3 separate regions of the Mus musculus genome follow, and all the other regions are linked to region 1. A link is a contact called in public HiChIP or PLAC-seq data. All regions are on one chromosome and are shown on one strand. Each heading gives the region's core, a stretch centred on a gene start, on an enhancer-like site or on the middle of the called end of the contact. The rest is flanking DNA. Distances are from core to core; before and after follow the strand shown.

The links. HiChIP or PLAC-seq counts read pairs in DNA pulled down with a chosen protein or histone mark.
Region 2: an H3K4me3 HiChIP or PLAC-seq map of bone marrow-derived macrophages shows a contact between it and region 1, with 5 times the contacts expected there. The contact joins two enhancer-like sites. A contact is called at or near these places in 1 of 15 datasets of contacts at CTCF or cohesin (large pre-B cells) and 4 of 115 datasets of contacts at active chromatin or transcription factors (bone marrow-derived macrophages, embryonic stem cells, microglia and 1 more).
Region 3: a contact with region 1 is called in an H3K27ac HiChIP or PLAC-seq map of regulatory T cells, with 3 times the contacts expected there. The contact joins two enhancer-like sites. A contact is called at or near these places in 3 of 115 datasets of contacts at active chromatin or transcription factors (embryonic stem cells, pancreatic cancer cells and regulatory T cells).

What each region holds. Positions count from the first base shown.
Region 1 is chr16:92,643,405-92,646,226 of GRCm38.p6, forward strand. It overlaps Runx1 (runt related transcription factor 1), which reads right to left. Exons shown (of 8, transcript NM_001111021.2): 6 at 750-941. Among named protein-coding and RNA genes, the nearest start is that of Gm30224, 49 kb to the left of the region's middle. Within about 2 kb of position 1,462, at least 112 of the 459 cell types and tissues checked have an H3K27ac peak or open chromatin away from gene starts, as enhancers often do. A contact at or near this core is called in bone marrow-derived macrophages and regulatory T cells, where this site is marked.
Region 2 is chr16:93,030,398-93,033,219 of GRCm38.p6, forward strand. No RefSeq gene overlaps it. Among named protein-coding and RNA genes, the nearest start is that of Gm41499, 75 kb to the left of the region's middle. Within about 2 kb of position 1,399, at least 65 of the 459 cell types and tissues checked have an H3K27ac peak or open chromatin away from gene starts, as enhancers often do. A contact at or near this core is called in bone marrow-derived macrophages, where this site is marked.
Region 3 is chr16:92,926,868-92,929,689 of GRCm38.p6, forward strand. No RefSeq gene overlaps it. Among named protein-coding and RNA genes, the nearest start is that of Gm41499, 29 kb to the right of the region's middle. Within about 2 kb of position 1,459, at least 64 of the 459 cell types and tissues checked have an H3K27ac peak or open chromatin away from gene starts, as enhancers often do. A contact at or near this core is called in regulatory T cells, where this site is marked.

The sequences.
Region 1 (2,822 bases), core at 212-2,711:
ACTTAGCATAAAATCTAAAGGCAACAAGAACTTAAAAACCCCTTGCTGGATTTGTATGTGTATGTGTGTTTATACATGTATACACAACACATACATACATACATACATACATGCAAGCAACTGTGTGTATCGTGGCTTCAAGACTAATGGGTAGATAAGAAAACAACATAGTAGAAAACAAGTCTTACAAAAACCTCTCGTCAGCTTCTATACAGGAGGCTATTTGTATCTGAAGGCTCTATAGCTAAAGATTAAACCGAAGGTGGGTTGATAATACAGCTTTTTAAATGTACACATATTGAAATGTATTTTCGTCAGGATTCCCTACGTAATATAACTTGGTGATTGTCAACATAGCATGAATAGCGTGTTAGATGCTAGCCGCAGAACGGATTACAGTCTCCAGGATGATGTCCACAGGCCTAGGCAAGTACTAGGACATATTGAACTCCTGTGGAGTTTGATACCTGGAACCGATAACTGCAAGGGTACCAAGAGAGATACACGCGTGTAGCCATGTACACATATGGCTTCCACAGCCACGATTCCCTCCCATGCTCAGCAGCCACACTTCTCAGAGTAGAGATACTCTGCAGATGGAACAGCGTTCTCCTCATTAAGCTCCCAGCTGATGCTGCGGGGTTTCAACAGTTCCCTTAGAGCACCCAGAAAGGCCTGGCAGCCCCGGTGCTTTCTGCGCCTGGGACTCCAGCAAAGACAGAGGGTAGTGGGCTCCGTGGGGTACTTACCCTGCATCTGACTTTGAGGCTGAGGGTTAAAGGCAGTGGAGTGGTTCAAGGAGGCCCGAGGGTTGGGCGTGGGGGCTGGGTGGTGCGGGCTGACCCTCATGGCCGTGCGCCGCAGCTGCTCCAATTCACTGAGCCGCTCGGAAAAGGACAAACTCCCGGGCTTGGTCTGATCATCTAGTTTCTGCCGATGTCCTAGTGTAGGGACCGGGAGGGGAAGGGAGGAGGAGGAGGAGAGGGAGGCAGGGAAGGAGGGAGGGAAGAGATCAGAAAACGTGTTGTGGAGGGGACTTTTCTTATCTTTCCCCTCCCTCTCCCTTCACCCCCAAGGTGAGCTTGTTGGACATTGCCCCTTGGGCTGGCTGCCTGTGGGAACCAGGGCTATCCTTCTGATAGCCCGCTGAGGTTCCTTCAGCCCACTGGTCCCTGGCTGTTGCCTCAGTCTGGGACTCGGTGCCCACAGCTCTCCGCACATCCCCTCGGGTGGGCAGACACTAGTGAGCGGAACTGCTGATGGTGGCCCCGGGTAAGAAGCCCGTTGCTTGTTGGCTGTGGGCCTCAGGCTGGGAACAGAACTGTGGCAGCCAAGAAAGGTGCCCTCCCGGGGTCAAGAATGCCCTGCCTTCCTGAAAACCTGAGCAGCAGGTCTGAGAGGTGCCAGAGTGGGCCCTGGAACGTAGCAGCGTGTCCCTTCAACAGGAAATTGGGTGCAGCTGCAAACCCACAGCCGAGGAGTGAGATTTCCTGTTACACGCAGGCAGGCACAGGGCATCCCTCTCTGCCCTCACACACCCAGGCCCCTTCCTCCTTCGTACAGGCTCCTCAGAAGCATCCTTACTTCCCTGAAGCCCACTCCCTGGGCGGATCCCTAGGAGGAAGTAGGCAGAAAGGTGCAGCGTGGGTCTGTTCCAATATTTCTAGTAGGCCAGGCCCTTGGGAGCTCAGAGGGAGTGGCCAGCTGGTCTGCTGATTTTCCCTCGGAATGAAAAGCAAGGTGGGATGCTTGCTGTCGTGTAAGGGTGGTAGGTGTCTCTGTTACCAGGAAACAGCAAGTAGGGGCATCCACGTGGGCCAGTCAGGAGGGCTGGGCCTCCCGCTTTTTTTTTTTTTTCCCTCTCCATCCCCTTCAAAGTATTATGCAGACTAGAGATTGTAGAGGAGCCCAGCCTCCCACACAGTCACAGTAGAGATCCATTCCTCCTTTTAAGAGGCCGACTTTGTTGTTTCCTCCTCGTTCTCAAGGTTTGTTTGACTAGAACCGTTGACTGAGCCAGGGCCATTCTCCTGTCAATGGTTACACAGCCTGAGCCACAATCATCCTCCTGTACACAGCCTCACAACAAGACAGGGGAAGCCGTTGGCTTCTGCCCATAGAAATGCTGTTGCTGCTACCCCAGCCCAGCCCAGAGCTACACGGAGGACCCTGGACCATTCTTCCAGCACAGGAGTGGTTACAAGGCTACCCCGCCCACCACCTAGTTCCCGATTGCTACAATTATAAAATTATGTCGTAGAAGTTGTGTTATGGTTTCAAATCCCCGCGGCTTGCTATTTCTTCCTGCTACGGGCCTCCTTGGCACTGCCGACACGGTCTCAGATTCCAGGCCAGAAAAAGGGCCCACTATATTGCAGCGATTTTTATCACTGACAAGACCTGTTTGGCTCCAAATGGAGGAAAAAAAAAAGCTTAAGCATAATATTTGTGTAGTTCACATGCAGCGCTCGCTCTTTCCACGTATCGCCACGGCAAATCTGGACTGTCATTCAGAGCTCACAACACTGGACTCAAACACAAACACCCTGAGTCACGCAGGCTCGGCCGGGGCGCATGGGAGAGGCCTCTTGTAGCCGGAGTATTTAAAGCTCTATGGACAAAAGAGGCCAAGTTCCCGAGCCACCCCCTCCAGCCTTTTACCAGCAGAAGTACAAAAACTTCTTTTTCTAGAGCCTTCTACCTTGCTCAGTCTTAGTATATGTAGTTCGGTGTGCAGCCCTCTCTGGATCCTCCCTCTTCTTTTCTTTGCGACCTAATCAGTCCCCACTCCTCATCCCACCTGAGAAACCTCAGGCTTTCTC
Region 2 (2,822 bases), core at 149-2,648, 390 kb after region 1:
AAGTAAAATTAGAGCATGTTTCTTTTGGAATTGGAGCTCAGTTTCAAACTAAACCTAAGCCAGGCACTTGTCATACGTTGGATTGCTTCTTCCTAAAACAGTTATGCTGAAAGCTTCCAGCCCCACCTGTTAAATGTTTCTGTATTTGGAAAGAGGGTTTTCATAAATATAAGCAAATTGTCTTCAAAATGGACCCTTAGGAGCTGGGGAGATGATTCAGTGAGTAAGATGTGCACTACAGACTTGAGTTCAGAACCTCAACATCCCTAGAAAAAGGAGGCCAAGGCCACAACTACCTGCAATCCTAGCAGAGATAGGAGGATTCCTGTGGCCAGAAATTCTTTCCAAAATGCTGAGTTCCTGACCCAGCAAAAGGCCCTGCCTTAAAATATAGGATGTAGAGTAAGAGAGAGAAGCACCAGATAGCAACATCTGGCCTTCACAAGCATGCACACATACATGTATACACACATACACACATACATACACTCACACACACAAATGCACACACATGCATACACGCACAGGTGGGGCTGGAAGCTTTCAGCATAACTGTTTTAGGAAGAAGCGATCCAACGTATGACAAGTGCCTGGCTTAGGTTTAGTTTGAAACTGAGCTCCAATTCCAAAAGAAACATGCTCTAATTTTACTTCTAAACGTTTGCAACACACACACATGCATACACGTACACACACGCACAAATGCACGCACATGCACAAATGCATGCACACACAAAATACACATGCACAAACATATGCACGCATATCCATACATACAACTGCACACACATATGCACACCTGTTATGTGTGCATATGACATACACATGCACACATACACGTGTACACACACATGCACACACATGCACAAATGCATGCACACACAAATACACATGCACACACATATGCACACACACAACTGCATAATACAACTCTACACATATGGACACACTCATGCACACATACACATGTACAGACATGCACACACATATACACAATACATACACATATACATGCACACACATGCACACATATACACACATGCACACACATATACATACATGTACACACACACACACACAAAAGATGGTCCCTAATCTAAATATGTGCACAGACACACAGGTAGAAGGCCACAGTACAACCCAGAGACTGGGCAATGCAGCCACTTGAGGAGGGGTGCCAAGAATTTTCAATTACCGCAACCCCAGAAGATATCAGGAGTGGTCCAATCCATGTGGCCTGGCTCATGCCAGAATGTCAGAATTTTGGGAGAACTCTCTAACCCTCCCATGAGACGTCCATGGAATTTTAATATGGCGGCCCCATGTAGCTGATTCCAGGCTTCAGGCTGTGGAGGAAGGGTGTTGATGGAGAACTGATCACACACTTGGGGAAAGAGGAAGAGAAGTAAGTAGCTGTGACACAGGAGGGGTGATGTGTTCTGGAAAAAGAGGAAGTCTTGACGCATCTACTTTTCTTGTTTTCGTTTTCTTGGAATTCAAAATACTTAGAAAAGGGCTCCTGCAAAGTGCGTGTTGCAGGCAAGAAAATTGATCCATAAATCTGTCTGGAGGTCTAAAGTTTCATCAAAGTAGGTTAGACACTTTGTAAAACAGAACCAACCACTACAAAAATCACCAAGAGGAATGTAAGTCCATGCCACCAGCGTTGGGCTTTTAAAAGAAGGAACACATTTTAGGGAGTTTCCTCTTGGAACATTTCTCTCTGATTCTAACCTGTGGGCAGGATTGTCCTCCATTCTGCTGTCTCCATGGAAACAACACTTAGAGATCTTTATGTCAGCAGTGAATGAGACCAGGAGAGCATTAGGTAATAGTGCCTGGATGGCCACAGCAAGAAATGTGCATTATTTGCATAATCTACATAAAATGCTGTAGAGGGTGCTGGGCAGGTTTTCCAGTGAAGTCCTTCTCTTGTCCCTGAGAAGAAATGGAGGGGCCTCTTCACTGGCTGATGGACAGGACAGTCATGGCACAGGGAAGGGCAGGTGGCTCTGCTGCACTATGTCCCCAGGTAATGGCTGTGCACTGAGTCTGAGCATACTCACAAGTTCAATGCCAGACCTGGCCTCTGCTTCTGTTTTAGCCTAGGGCCTGCTTTTCCTTTTGATCCAGCATCCCATTGACTGAAATGAATAGTGCCTGCCCTCTACCAGAACATGGCCACTTCTCAGAGCATTAGCATATGCCAACAAAGGCAATCTATTTTCGAGTTAGTCTTTTTTATTCTTAGGAGGAGAAACCCATACTGCTTTTAGAGAGATGGACAGGTGGAGCTACTCCCAGAGAGATAAGGAGATCTTACAAGGATGCTTTCAGAGCAAGAGGAACTGGGGAGGTATGTCTCGGTTCCCTGTTAGGTGACAAGGGCCATGCCTTCGCAGGAGACTGACCACACTGACTCTCCTCAGTTCATGGCTTCCTTCCCTCTATCCCATCTTCCACATGCCCCTGGGTAAGGATGCCTTTCTCAAGGGTGAACAAACACCTTGATGGTTTCTGGTTCCCCATGGAACTACACTAACCCTATAGTACCTCTGCCAGGCAGAGCACACATTCTCAGATTTTAAATGGCCACAGCAAGCACAGTGCCAACCTCCATCTTCTCTTCATCTTCTACCCGTCAGAAACATGTCCCTTTGGTCACCCATGCTCAGATCACCACCAGCAAGGGCTGCAACTGCCCTGTCAGGTCTGTATTCCAAATCTGTAACGTCCATACCCTGGCAAAGGTCCTTGCCACTCCAAGGTCACCAGTGTCTATGTTTCTGCCAGAATGAGGCTAGCCTCAGTGGTACATGAAC
Region 3 (2,822 bases), core at 209-2,708, 280 kb after region 1:
AGCAGACTATGGGCCATAGATGAATGCTGGTTCCCACTATCTGTGTCCACAAATAATTTTTTTTTTGTACATAGTCATGGTCACTCATCAAGTGCCACAAGTAAATTGCTTTCGGATTGTGAGATCAGAGTAGAATACTTGCCAGAGACCACACGGTTTGCAAAGTCATACTGTCTAGACCGTCACTCGCATACACTTGTGGATGTGGGGCGGGGTTGTGAAGCTCTGAACCACAGAGACCCTTCTGGAAGCTGTTTTCTATCTCATCAGTGCTTCCCAACTGTTATAGGTAGATGGGCTACTGTGTGCAGCACACAGTGGTTTATATAGGCCTTACTAATTCCTTCTGTGCAGTTAACTTGAAAAATGTGCAATGTCACTTCTGGGCCAATAACTAGAAGTTGAGATTAAAAACAACGGCCCTGTCAAAAAATTGACATAGTGAGCGGCCAGGGAAGGGAAAGGCAAGGTTCACTTGCTTATTGCCACGTTTATGATTAGTTTGATAGATACTTCATCTATTACGGCAAATAAGCAAGTGGAGTAATGCATCACAATAATAGGCAGTCTTCCAAATTATCAGGGCTATGAGTCCTTCTAATAATCAGCAAAAGGAAAGGGAGAGGGAGAGAGAGAGAGAGAGAGAGAGAGAGAGAGAGAGAGAGAGCGCTACACATACAGTAGTACAACTCCGTGCCAGGTGAATGTTCCACTCTGCACCCCATTCTCCCTGCTTTGGGGACCAGCTGTCCTCCATAAACATGCTGCGGCTGACTCCTTTATGACATTCGTGGCTGCCACCAATGGAAGTTTTCATCCCCATCTCTGGGCTCAGCTGGGAAATCCAGGAAACAAATCAAAATCAAGCACCAAGTTAAAAGAGGCACGGGAACAGAGATGAATAAATCTGCTCCAGGAAGGGTTTAGAGATCCAGGGGGCCACATGAAAGACCTTCCCTAAATCAACTCAGGATGGGGCTGCCTGGGTGGTGGGGGAAGGCAACATGCAGCAGACATCTGACAGGAAGCAGTGTGGTGGTGGTGGTGGAGGGAGAGCTACTGGAAACCGTGCAGGTTGGTCTCAGACAAATGAACACAGGGACCCTGTGGCCCCCTCTCCTTGTCTGTCTTCCTCTCTAGGTGTGCAGTAAGGAATTCAGTGGGTGCATATCTAGGAGCAGATGTGGGAGAAGAATACAATGGCAGACAGAATTCTCTGTGGAGAAACGGATGGCTAGCCAGTGTGAAGCCTGATGCCTGAGGCAGTTACCAGAATCATCCCGATCCATTTGTATACACATCTTGGCATTAGCCCCATTGCACAGCTAAGGAAAGTGAGGCTTAATGGGCTTACACAACCTGCCCAGCATTATATGAAGCTCTTTAGGCAGAGGCCCCACTTCACGGTTATATGCTCAACTAGAAGAAAGCTTGCAGTATAGGGTATTTCCTGCCAGGGAGTGGAGAGGCAGACCTCTGCCATGTGTGGCTTCCAGGTCTCTGCCCTCTCTAAGCGTGAGCAGATGGGTGATGGGCGTGTCAGATCCTCCGGCAGCCCAGACACACATGGAGTGGGCATGTGAAATCAATCAGCCCAGTCAAAGAAGGAAAAGGTTTTGGCCTCCCTTGTGTCCCACATGTGGAAGGTATCGGAGCGACAGAGGAAGGAGGTGTGAAAGTCTCCAGTCCCCCCCCCCCCCCGCACCCCCCCTCCTCACTCCCCAGGCAGGGGAAACAGCTTGAGCACACGTGGGAAGACCAAGTCAGGCCCCTGAATCCCTGTCATGTTGATGGCTTGCTGCAGCCTGGGGTGTGCAGGGTCCATCTTGGGGTGGTATGAGAAGTATAGTCAGATAGTCAGAGGAGGGCGTCTTCCTTCCCACACTCCTCTCAACCTCTGCCTCTCTGCTGTGATGTTCCTCAAGCAGTGCGGGCCTCAGAAGGCTAAAGGGAGAACCCGTGCTCAGAGATGTCAGATCTCGAAATTATTCACCACTTGAGACCCATGCTTGCCAGGTTTTTCTAGCTGGTTCGTGCAGCATCAAGCCACGGCACAAGTGGGCACCATGGAATGCCACCCTGAAGCCAGGTTGCCACACAGAATCGAAGGTGAAGATCCAACCAGAGTGTCCATGAACTCCATCCTCCTCCTCTTTCATTAGGAAGCTCGTTCTGTAGCCTGGCCTTGGAATGAACAGAGATTTGGAGGAACCAAAGGATGCAGGTGTTTCTAGCTGCTGGGAGCTATGTCTGCTGCACATGAAGGGATGACTCTCTTGGGTAAGAGAAGCCTTACCTCTCTGTAAGGACACTGAGACTCAAGCCTTCTCTCTACAAAGAGAGTTATCTCCCCAGTGAATACACTATCTCTTGTCTTGCACAGGGAGACTCCAAATGCACCTTCCTTCCCACCCTCCAAACACCACTGCATTGGGTGTCCCATTTGCATCAATAACTCAAACAATGATTGGTCCTCCCCCTACCTCACTGGTTCCTCAGGAAACCAGGTCATCTGGTCCAGACCTGCCTTTCACTCACTCTTTCTTTTATCCATTCTTCCCCCAACAGACTCTAGGATGACACTCTTTCCCACTTATCCTTCAAACCTAGGGCTTGCCAGTTCACATGTGTTCCAGCCTTGATTAGTTTCCTGGGCTGAAGGTGGTTACTCTAGGCAGATTCAAGCACTTAGTGTCTGGGTATTTGCTTCCTACTAGAAGCTCCACAGCCGTATATGGTACACACCAAGGAATCTTAGTTAGGATTTCTGCCATTGTGATACTGCTCTAGAGTGTCAGCAAGGATCTAGAGCCTGTGTCCAC